Regions from separate parts of the Sus scrofa genome. Here all the other regions are linked to region 2. A link is a contact called in public HiChIP or PLAC-seq and promoter capture Hi-C data. All regions are on one chromosome and are shown on one strand. The core of a region is the stretch at or near the end of the contact, and the rest is flanking DNA. Distances in the headings are between cores, read along the strand shown. Region 1 holds the start of LOC100522401 (WASH complex subunit 2A). Region 2 holds the start of ZNF22 (zinc finger protein 22). Region 3 holds the start of NCOA4 (nuclear receptor coactivator 4).

Region 1 (3,292 bases), core at 417-2,916, 510 kb before region 2:
TTAAATGAATTAATACATATAAAGCAGTTGATACATTATATGTGCTTCATAAATGTTAGACATTATTATTAAAAAGGATAGATAAGTAAATTACAATACACTTATGATAGTCTACGGTGAATATTTGTGTGAACCCTTAGAAAATAACTGAGGGGGGCATTTAAAATTATCCTTGGGAATTAGGGAAGTCTTCACTAGAGAGACAGAGGCAAAAACAATGGAAAGCTCAAGAGTTTGATAAACAGAGGCCACTGAGGAAGTGGTAAAATCTATGTTTAATGCTCACAGTATGGTAGGCATTGTGCTGTTTACAAATGTTACCACAGTTCCTGCAAAACATGTAACTTCCTTTTACTGAGGAGGAAAACTCATAAGGATTAAAATAACTTGCCCATGGGCACATAAGAATGGAAAGAAATGGAGTTCCGACTGTGGCATGGGCGTCGTGGAAGCCCTGGGACATAGGTTTGACACCCCGCCCCAGAGGATCCCAGGATGGCCAAAGGATCCCAGGTGGCCAGAGCTGCGCTTAGGTCGCAACTGCGACTCGATCTGATCCCTGGCCTAGAAACTCCACATGCTGTGGAGTGGCCAAAAAAGAAAAACAAAAAAACAAAACCGAAAAAGAATGGAAAGAAATAGGGATCTTCATTTTAAAAAGTAAGTTGGTCTGGAGGAAGAGGGACTCCGCAGAGGGAACTTCAAGGAAGTGTGAGGGGTCGCAGAACGCTGGTGGGGAAGCTGGGCACGTTGAAGAAGGATTCGTAGGCAGGAATCAGATATTAAAGGGCTTTTGCCTGTTATATGAGGAGTTTGAACTTGAATCTGAGGGCACTGGCTAGCGAGTAAAGGATTTTAAACAGTCACCATCCAGTAAATCTGGGCGCCTGTGCGCTGACCCCGCGACAGGCAGCAGAGATGCAGCAAGGAAGAGATGCAGCAGCGAGCTCTTCCTCTGCCCACCGCCTGGAACGTTTAAAACTCCTAGGCTGGTTCTCCCTTTGGCCCTTCTCTCTAAACATACCTCGCTGCCAGGCGTTTCCGGGCTGATCACACCCTGCCAACTGCCCTCTAGCTTAAAATGCAACCCGTCGGACGCACCCCTTCAGCTCCCCCTGGCGTCTGCACCCTTCCTTTCTCCAACTCCCGCCACCATAGCCCGGCTGCAGGCTTTTTTTCTTTTAGTGAAATAGATTTTTAAAAATTTACTTTATTCAAGTATATTTGCTTTACAATGTTTCAAATTCTGCTGTATAACGGTGATTCAGTTATACACACATTTTTTCATATTCTTTTTCTATTAAAGTTTATCACAGGATATTCAATATAGTTCCCTGGGCTATACAATAGAAGTTTGTTTTTTACACATTCCGTACATTAGTCACCATCTGCTAATCCCTAACTCCCCAGCCATCCCTTCCGGACCCCCCTCCGCAATCACAAATTCTCTGTGAACGTGAGTCTGTTTCATAGATAGGCTCATTTATGTCATATATATATCACATCTAAGTGATATATGATAGGTGTCTTTCTGACTTACTTCACTTAGTATGATAACTTCTAGGTCCATCCATGTGGCCACAGGCCTCTTAGAAGAGGTCTAGTGTCCCCAGCCGGCTTCTGCACCTTCCTTCCGGCAGTCCGGCAGCCATCCACTGCCGGTCACATGAGGGGCAGGTCACCGGCGCCGGGGTCATGTGATCTACAGTCACGTGCCTGAGGCACCACTGAGAAGTTCGGCTTCCAGAGACCTTCCAGGCTCAGCGGGTGCGTCCTGCGGGCCCTTGGAGCCCGTGAGGCTGCGCGGCGAGGATGGTGAGAGTGGCAGGTTGGGTGAGGGTTGGGCCCCGGCCCCCTCTGCCCTCCCGGAGCTCAGCGCCTCTTCTCGTCCTTCCCGCTGCAGATGAACCAGACCACCCCCGACCAGGAGCGGGCGCCGGCGTCGGAGCCCGTGTGGGAGCGGCCCTGGTCGGTGGAAGAGATCCGCAGAAGCAGCCAAAGCTGGTCGCTGGCGGCCGACGCGGGCGTGAGAGGCGGGCCCAGGGACGGGAGGGGAGGGCGACTCATCCGGGGTGATGCGGGAGGGAGGATGGGACTCCCCATAAACATCGACTTAACACATCTCTTCTTGCCCTCAAAAACTCCCCGGCGGCAATCCCCAGGCACTTGGGCGGTGGTGGGCCGGTTGTCCTTAGCCCTCTGAGCGCTCCCAAGCAGACAGCGGCCTGGACACCCGGCTGTTTTCCTCGTTGGGGTTTTCCAGACCGGCAACCAACTCCATCCTGAGCTGGGAAATCGGCTTCCGCCGCTCCGCAGGCTTACAATGGCATTACTTCGTCAATTCCATGTTGGGACCTGGACTGAGTGGGGCAGTAGAAAAACTAGTATATGGATATCCTTGAGTGAGACTTTTTAGCTAAGGGCCCACCCAGTAAACTGAAAATGGTCATTCCAAAGTCCCATTTGAAGTAGGATTTTTGGATAAAAGTAGTGGTTTGTTGTTTTGGCTTTCGTTTGCAATCCCTGTAGAATGACAACCAAACAGGACTTAAAAATTCCTCCCAAAATGAGATGGCAAGTATCCGTTGACTCGTTGCCGCTGTTTTGATGAACTTTCTTTTTTTTTTTTTTTTTTTTTAAGGGCCACACCCGCGGCATATGGAGGTTCCCAGGCTTGGGGTGGAATCCGAGCTGTAGCTGCTGGCCTAGGTACTCCACATCCACAGCCCTGACAGATCTGAGACACGTCTGCGATCTACACCACAGCTCAAGGCTGATGAACTTTCTTAATGTTTTTTGATGCTACTTGGTCATAAAGCTGTCAAAAGCAGAATCCCTTTTACATTCCAACACACACACACAAAAGGAAATGGGTTCTTTCCTGTTTTGATATGCAGAATAGATGTGTATAATATTGATACTACTGTATGTTTATTTTTTAAATAGCTGCTACAGTTTCTACAGGAATTCTCACAGCAGACTATCTCTAGGACCCATGAAATCAAGAAACAAGTGGATGGACTAATTCGGGAAACTAAAGCCACAGATTGTCGCCTGCATAATGTCTTCAATGACTTCCTTATGCTGTCTAATACCCAGTTCATTGAGAACGTGAGTCAGATTTATAAATAAATACTACTTTTAGGAGGAGCAAGAGCCATTGTAATACTCCATGATCTATTATTAGGTTCTCTACTAAATTTTGGTGGAAGTAGTGGTTCTTTATAATTAATGCCTCACCCCCTTTTTTATTAGTAAATTTTTTTAAGCCTTTGAAAAAACCTAATGATAA
Region 2 (3,230 bases), core at 491-2,990:
AAAGAGGACAGTTCTTTGAAAATGTGAACCAAAGAATTTTTTTTTCCTGGAGAAAGAAAAATTTCAAAAAAACTTTTACCTTGATAGTATTATGAGGACAGAATAAAAGGTGATATGCAGAACACAAGAAAAGGAGAAGAAATAAGTTTATATGTAAAACTAGGATGGGATTTAAAAAATTCCCAAATGCTGCAAAAAATTTAAAATTTCAAATAATTAATTTCATTTACTAACATAAGGTTATTTAAAATAATGGCCATAAACAAAACAAACACAAACTCCAAACAGGTGACAATGTAGGAGAACCTAGGACTGCAAAGGTAATACAATTATTGGAATTACTTTCCACATTTTGTGCCAGAAAGTAGACTGTAAAATGGGAATAATTACCCAGGGTCTCTGCATACAAGCTTATAAAGCAAATAATTGAAAACAAAAATTACATCACTGTTATTGCCTTTCCTTCACCTTACTGTAAAATTGAGACTCCAGGCCTGACAGCGCTAAGACTTTAACTGGATATTTAACAATTATATCTGCAGTAATTAAGGCAGGTATTAGAACAAACTGCCTACTACACAAAAATACAGAGAGAACAGTACTCATTTCTTAACTTTAGTAAATATTTATAGGACATCTATGACAAAGAGATATCTGTTAGGTACATGATATTGGTATTCGAAAACAGCTATAATGATAAGTACATACTGAAAAAAACACATTGATTTTTAAATACTATATAAATCAGTTCCGGTCGGAAACTCAGAGACTAACACATCTGGAACACTGCAGATGAGGAAATCACACTAACAGATAGCTGTGTGCCAGTCACTATTATCTTTTTTTTCTGGCCTGGCCCCGGCCATGCGGAAGTTCCTGGGCCAGGAATCAAACCTAGCCACAGCGGTGACAAAGCCGAAACCGTAATCGCTAAGCCACCAGGGAATTCCCTATGCCATCTTACTTAATTCACGGAGTAGGTTTATGGTATTATCTTCGTTGTACTGCTAAGGAAAGGCAGGCATACTCTGGCCAGGTTCCCACACCCTAGCAGCTTGAGCCCAGAGCTTGTACTTTTAGCAGCAGAATGACCTGCAGTCTTAATTCCCAACGTGAAGTCCAGCCCTCTGACCGGTCTTCAGTGTAATTCCATAGTAGATGCGGGTATTACGGTGAATATCAGTACACGGGCTGTTAGCCAAGCGAACACGCCTAACTGCAATGTGCTTGCTTTCTAGTACATAAAATGGGGATGACCATAAAACCCCTACATTATCAGGGCGTTGTAAGTTTAAGTGAGTCAATATCTGCAAGGCTCTCACAAAAGCCTTGTGCTACCCAAGCGTTTGTTCAAAGTTTAATCCTGACAGGCGCCTGATGGATGGCGTAAGGACTACGGCCAGGAGCCCGGGCCTGTCCTCCTCCCGCCAATCGCCGGGGCTACAGTTAAGGCCTCCAACTACCGCCTCTCCAAGGCCGGGCCCGCCCCACTCCCTCCGCCCCGCGGGCCGCGCGGAGCCCTTGCGGCATCCCGGGAGCGGAGGCCAAAGCCGCGCTCGCCACACCGTTGGCGGGTGAGCGCCGCCCTGCCGCGCCCAGCTTGCGCCTCTGGTGCCTCGGAGCACCTGCCCGCGCACCCCAGGGCCACTCACCGCGCCTGCCGTCCGCGGCCCTCGCTCGCCCGCCCGGCGTCCCTCGCGCCACCGGAAGTGCGAGCGCGCCGTTTGTCTGTGCCTCGCGGTCGCTCTAGGAACTTGGCGGATCGACCCTCTATGGTGCCTGGCCCACCGGAAAAAAGAAACCCTTTTCTTTTTGCCATTTTGTTTTCCCCTCGGAAGGCGTCCTGTGGCCCTCAGGACCGCAAGACTTGTGGTCTTCTCCCTTTGTGATGGAGGAGCGACCCACAGGGTGGGGGAGTGGCAGCCCGTGTGGTCAAGGTTTTGAAAGGCAACACCAGCCGGTCTGACCCCGAGGCTCCATTCTTTCGACAAATGTGGAGCACTTATTAATTACATAGAGGTACTTCTGGAGAGCCTAAACTATTTCTGATATTTTTCATGAGCCAATTATTTAATTCTTACCAAAAAAACCCCTACAAGATAGGAACGAGAGTACTCATTTTACAGTTAGGGAGGCCAAGGCTTAGAGTAGAAATCGCCTCACGTTCACACTATGTAAGTTGATGGCCAAAGATCTGTACCCGTCTTTTTGGCTCCAGAGTCTCATGATTTTCAACACACTGCCTTGTTTCTCTTTAGTAATGATGTCTCCTGATTCTGTTCTGTTACAGCCAACCACCTCTACCAACCTGTGCAAGTTCACCTGATCTGTGTCCTCCTTCCACCTGCAGAACTCCAAATCTAATGGCTTCAGATACCATCTGTATATGCTGAAGACTCCCAAACTGGTAACTCCAGTCAAACCTTGGGATGCAAATACTGTTGAACTCTAGACTTATATATCGAGTTGATTACTCGGTGTCTTTTGCATGTGTGATGAACATCCAAACCTAACAAAGCCCCAGATGAACTTCTGATATTCACCTAACCTGTTCATTCAACAGTCTTCAACCCAGCAGTTGATGGTGACTCCATCTTTTCAGTTACTCAAGTCAAAAATATTGATGTCATTGTTTCTCTTTTCACCCCAAATCCAAATCCAAGCCATCTGTAATTCTGTTGGTACTGTCTTCCAAATATATCCAGAATAGAGCCACTTTCAGCATCTCCACTGCTATAACCTCCACCAAGCTCCTGTTATGACCTGTCTGGATTGTTGCATTGGCTTTCTCACTGGTCTCTCTATGTCTACTCACAGCCCCAGAGTGATCCTCCTAAAACTCAAGTCAAATCTTGTCATTCATTTTGTTCAAAATCTTCCAAAGGCTTCCCATGTTATTAGAGCAAAGCCCATGCCCTCACAGGGGTACACAAAGCCATCTCTTGTTCCTTGTTGTATCAGTGCTCAGAAGGTAGCAGGCACTCACAAGTATCTGTTGAATGAATGAATTTGTAAGATGCTCATTATTTAGGAAGTGCTTTTACATCTATTTTCTGGTCATTCATCTTTACTAGAGTTTCATGAAGCACGGAGGACCTTCATATCTGCCTTACAGTAAAATGAGGCTGAGGGAAACTTGCCTGAAGTAACACAGAGAGTTGATGGCAGAGGTCGGACTAGATTAGAGGTTCAGCTCTCAGCTAGAGCTTTCTGCTCTGCAGATGGCAAAG
Region 3 (2,928 bases), core at 67-2,566, 570 kb before region 2:
TTAGATCATTTTCACAAAAGTTCCATAGAGAAAGGGGAAGGAGAAATAAAATGTAAGAAATGTTACTGTGCTAGCCTTTACATATATCATCATACCTACTTAACAAATCTGCAAGCTAGCAAACTTTGAAAGAGCAACCAAGTAACTTGCCTGAAGGCACATGCACCACACCCTCACCTCCATTTGGGTGAGTCTTCCTCAAAGGCTCCGAGGTTTTTTAAAGTTCAGAAATGTCACACCAAGACATTTTTGCAGAAATGAACCAATTATGATTTCCTGCCCCATCCTAACCCAGTAAGGCTCAACAGTCCCTACAACCATATGTCCGTATTATCAGGTGGGCGGTGGAAACAGTTACGCGATGGGGAACCTTACCCTGATTAGGAAAAAAAAAAAAAAACACAAAAAGGCGAAAAAAGCTCTGCCTTTGTGGGTCAAATAGCCTGCAGCTCTCTGCCTTTGGCCATTCTTGATCGCATCATCCCATGTTGTATCATGTGGCACTTAAGACTATTTATGAATATTGTTTCTGCTACAAGAATTTATTTCCATGAGAATAAGGTCTGTGCCCACTCTTTTTTCATTGCCATATCCTCAACATCCTGAACATATAGGCACACTATAAGTGACTGTTGGTGGAACTGGCAAGCCTCGCTCTTCTCAGCTATAAAAAGGAGGTAATCAAGCTACCTCTTGGTATTGTTGGGCGAATTACATTCACCTTACAGTAAAACACTGTGTTGGCAGGTAGAGGGCCGAAAAAAATATTATCTTCTTTGAGCTCCCACCCAACAGGCTATGTTCTGGAAAATGGGCCTCTCCCCTCTCCAAAAGACCCAGGCGAGAGCGAGCAAAAACCTGAAGCTGTCACACCCGGGGCGCGGGGGGGAAGGCGGGCGGACAAGCAGGGGGAGGTGGTCCCCAGGCCAGCTTGTCTAAGGCCGAAGAGGCGGAGGACAGGCCGGGGCCGGGAAGGGAGAAAGAAGTGGTCCTCGGGCCAAGAGAGGCGAGGGCCGGGGAGAGAACAGGCCCTGGCCGGCGGGCAGGCAAGAAGACGTGGCCCCCGGGTCGGGCGGGTCTAAGGAGAGGCCAGCCTTTAAAGGTAGGCCCAGACAGGGCCGGGCTGGTCCAACAAGCAGTCATGGCTCCCCAAACCGACCCGCCACGTGAGAGCGGTAGGAGGCAAGCTCGCCCCGGGGCCCCCCTCCGGTTCTTACCACCTCTGAGCGCGGCTCCCGGCGATCCGAGGAGACCTTGGCGGACTGAGACGCGGCCCAACACGAGCCAAGGTCTGAAAGGCAGAGTTCTCGCGAGAACACAACCTTCTTCTCAAGTCTCTTATCACAAATTTGACAGTCTCGCGAGATCTCTACTAGGGTCTGCCCAAGGTCCTTGCCTGCCCTCCACAGGGCGCAGGGGGTAGGCGCATACATTTTCCTGGGCCCCAAAGAATAAGATTAAAGGAGAGAAACGTTTGTGAAGGCAAGCTGTTAGGAGGACTATCCTGAGTGATTCTCTCACACCAAATGTCCTCACGATGTAGATATTTTTTTAGCCTTAACGTACATATGCAGAAGTAAATGTCAGAAACAAAAGGACAAATAGATGATTCCGTTTATATGAGGTACTTAGAATAGTCATAGTTATAGAGACAAAATAGTAGTTGCCACAGGCTTGGGGAAGAGGAATTATTGTTTAATGGGTACAGACTTTTAGCTTGGGATGATGGGAAGTTCTGGGTATGGATAGTCACACAGCAATTCGAATGTACTTAGTACCACTCAACTGTATACGTAAAAATGGTTAAAATGGTTATATATATGTAGTGACCAGATATTAAAATAAGAACCTTTCTGTCCCAGTTTTGACAGAGGTTCCCATTACTAACTAAGTGCTACCCAGCAAGGTGAAAGACCATCTGAGTAGGATTTGTGAAGGAGATGATCATAAAAGTGCAGCCTCTCACCCAAGAACATCAGCGGGCAAGGCTCTCTCAGCAAAAAGCAATAGGAAACATAGGTTTAGATGCACACGCTAAAAGGGCAGTCATAGGCATAGCATACTTTTAAAGCTCCTGTTCCTCATTCCTTCTTCAATTCAAATGCAGATTCTGGAACAAGGCGACTTTTTTTTTTTTTTTTTTTTTTTTGCTTTCTAGGACCACACTTGTGGCATGTGGAAGTTCCCAGGCTAAGGGTTGAATCAGAGCTGCAGCTGCGGGCCTACATCACAGCCACAGCAACGCAGGATCTGAGCCGCATCTGCGACCCACACCACAGCTCATGGCCACAATGGATCCTTAACCCACTGAGCGAGGCCAGGAATCGAACCTCATGGACAATAGTCAGGTTTGTTACCACTGAGCCATGACGGAAACGCCAAAGGTGCATTTTTATTATCTTAGGGTGACCAAAATCCAGGATATGCCTAGATTGTTCAACTAGCCCACATAGCATGTTTGCATAGGTAGGGTTATCGGGCAGAGGGGAAGTAAAATCTCTTTACCGATTGCCCACAGATTGTCCAACAGAGAACTGTTTGCTTGTTTGTGATCTGTCACATACACACACACACACAACTCTAAGCTTCAGGAGAGCAGAGACCTGGTCTCTCTGGTTCAGTACTGTATCCCCAGGCCCAAAGCACTGCCAGGCACTTAGTAAAGACCTCTTCAGTGAACAAACGTTCTCTAACACAGAAAGAGCACGAGATGATCAGCGTTGTCACTGTTTTAACTCCCTAAATTTTAAAAACCATTACAGAGCTCTGCCTGCAAGCCGTTTCCCATCCACAAGGCAAGATCCCTGGCTTTTTAACACCCCATTGGGCTGTATGTGCTCTTGGAGGCACTTCTTCCAGGTTGTCCTGCTCTAACCTCAGGCAAACACAGATGTATATGAGGGACACAGCAAGGAGGACACTCTCTGA

What was found. Promoter capture Hi-C pulls out the DNA fragments that hold promoters and counts their contacts. HiChIP or PLAC-seq counts read pairs in DNA pulled down with a chosen protein or histone mark.
Region 1: a promoter capture Hi-C map of liver shows a contact between it and region 2, with 9 times the contacts expected there. The contact joins the promoter of LOC100522401 here to the promoter of ZNF22 in region 2. A contact is called at or near these places in 3 of 5 promoter capture datasets (fetal liver, fetal skeletal muscle and liver), 2 of 47 Hi-C or Micro-C datasets (heart right ventricle and liver) and 2 of 2 datasets of contacts at active chromatin or transcription factors (alveolar macrophages and skeletal muscle).
Region 3: an H3K27ac HiChIP or PLAC-seq map of skeletal muscle shows a contact between it and region 2, with 8 times the contacts expected there. The contact joins the promoter of NCOA4 here to the promoter of ZNF22 in region 2. A contact is called at or near these places in 1 of 5 promoter capture datasets (fetal liver), 1 of 47 Hi-C or Micro-C datasets (skeletal muscle) and 2 of 2 datasets of contacts at active chromatin or transcription factors (alveolar macrophages and skeletal muscle).

Annotation. Positions count from the first base shown.
Region 1 is chr14:90,580,733-90,584,024 of Sscrofa11.1, forward strand. It overlaps LOC100522401 (WASH complex subunit 2A), which reads left to right and starts at 1,667. Exons shown (of 33, transcript XM_003133111.6): 1 at 1,667-1,815; 2 at 1,904-2,026; 3 at 2,947-3,111. The coding sequence starts at 1,813.
Region 2 is chr14:91,095,148-91,098,377 of Sscrofa11.1, forward strand. ZNF22 (zinc finger protein 22) reads right to left here and starts at 1,741. Exons shown (of 2, transcript XM_003483520.4): 1 at 1,653-1,741.
Region 3 is chr14:90,529,855-90,532,782 of Sscrofa11.1, forward strand. NCOA4 (nuclear receptor coactivator 4) reads right to left here and starts at 1,317. Exons shown (of 10, transcript NM_001243122.1): 1 at 1,218-1,317.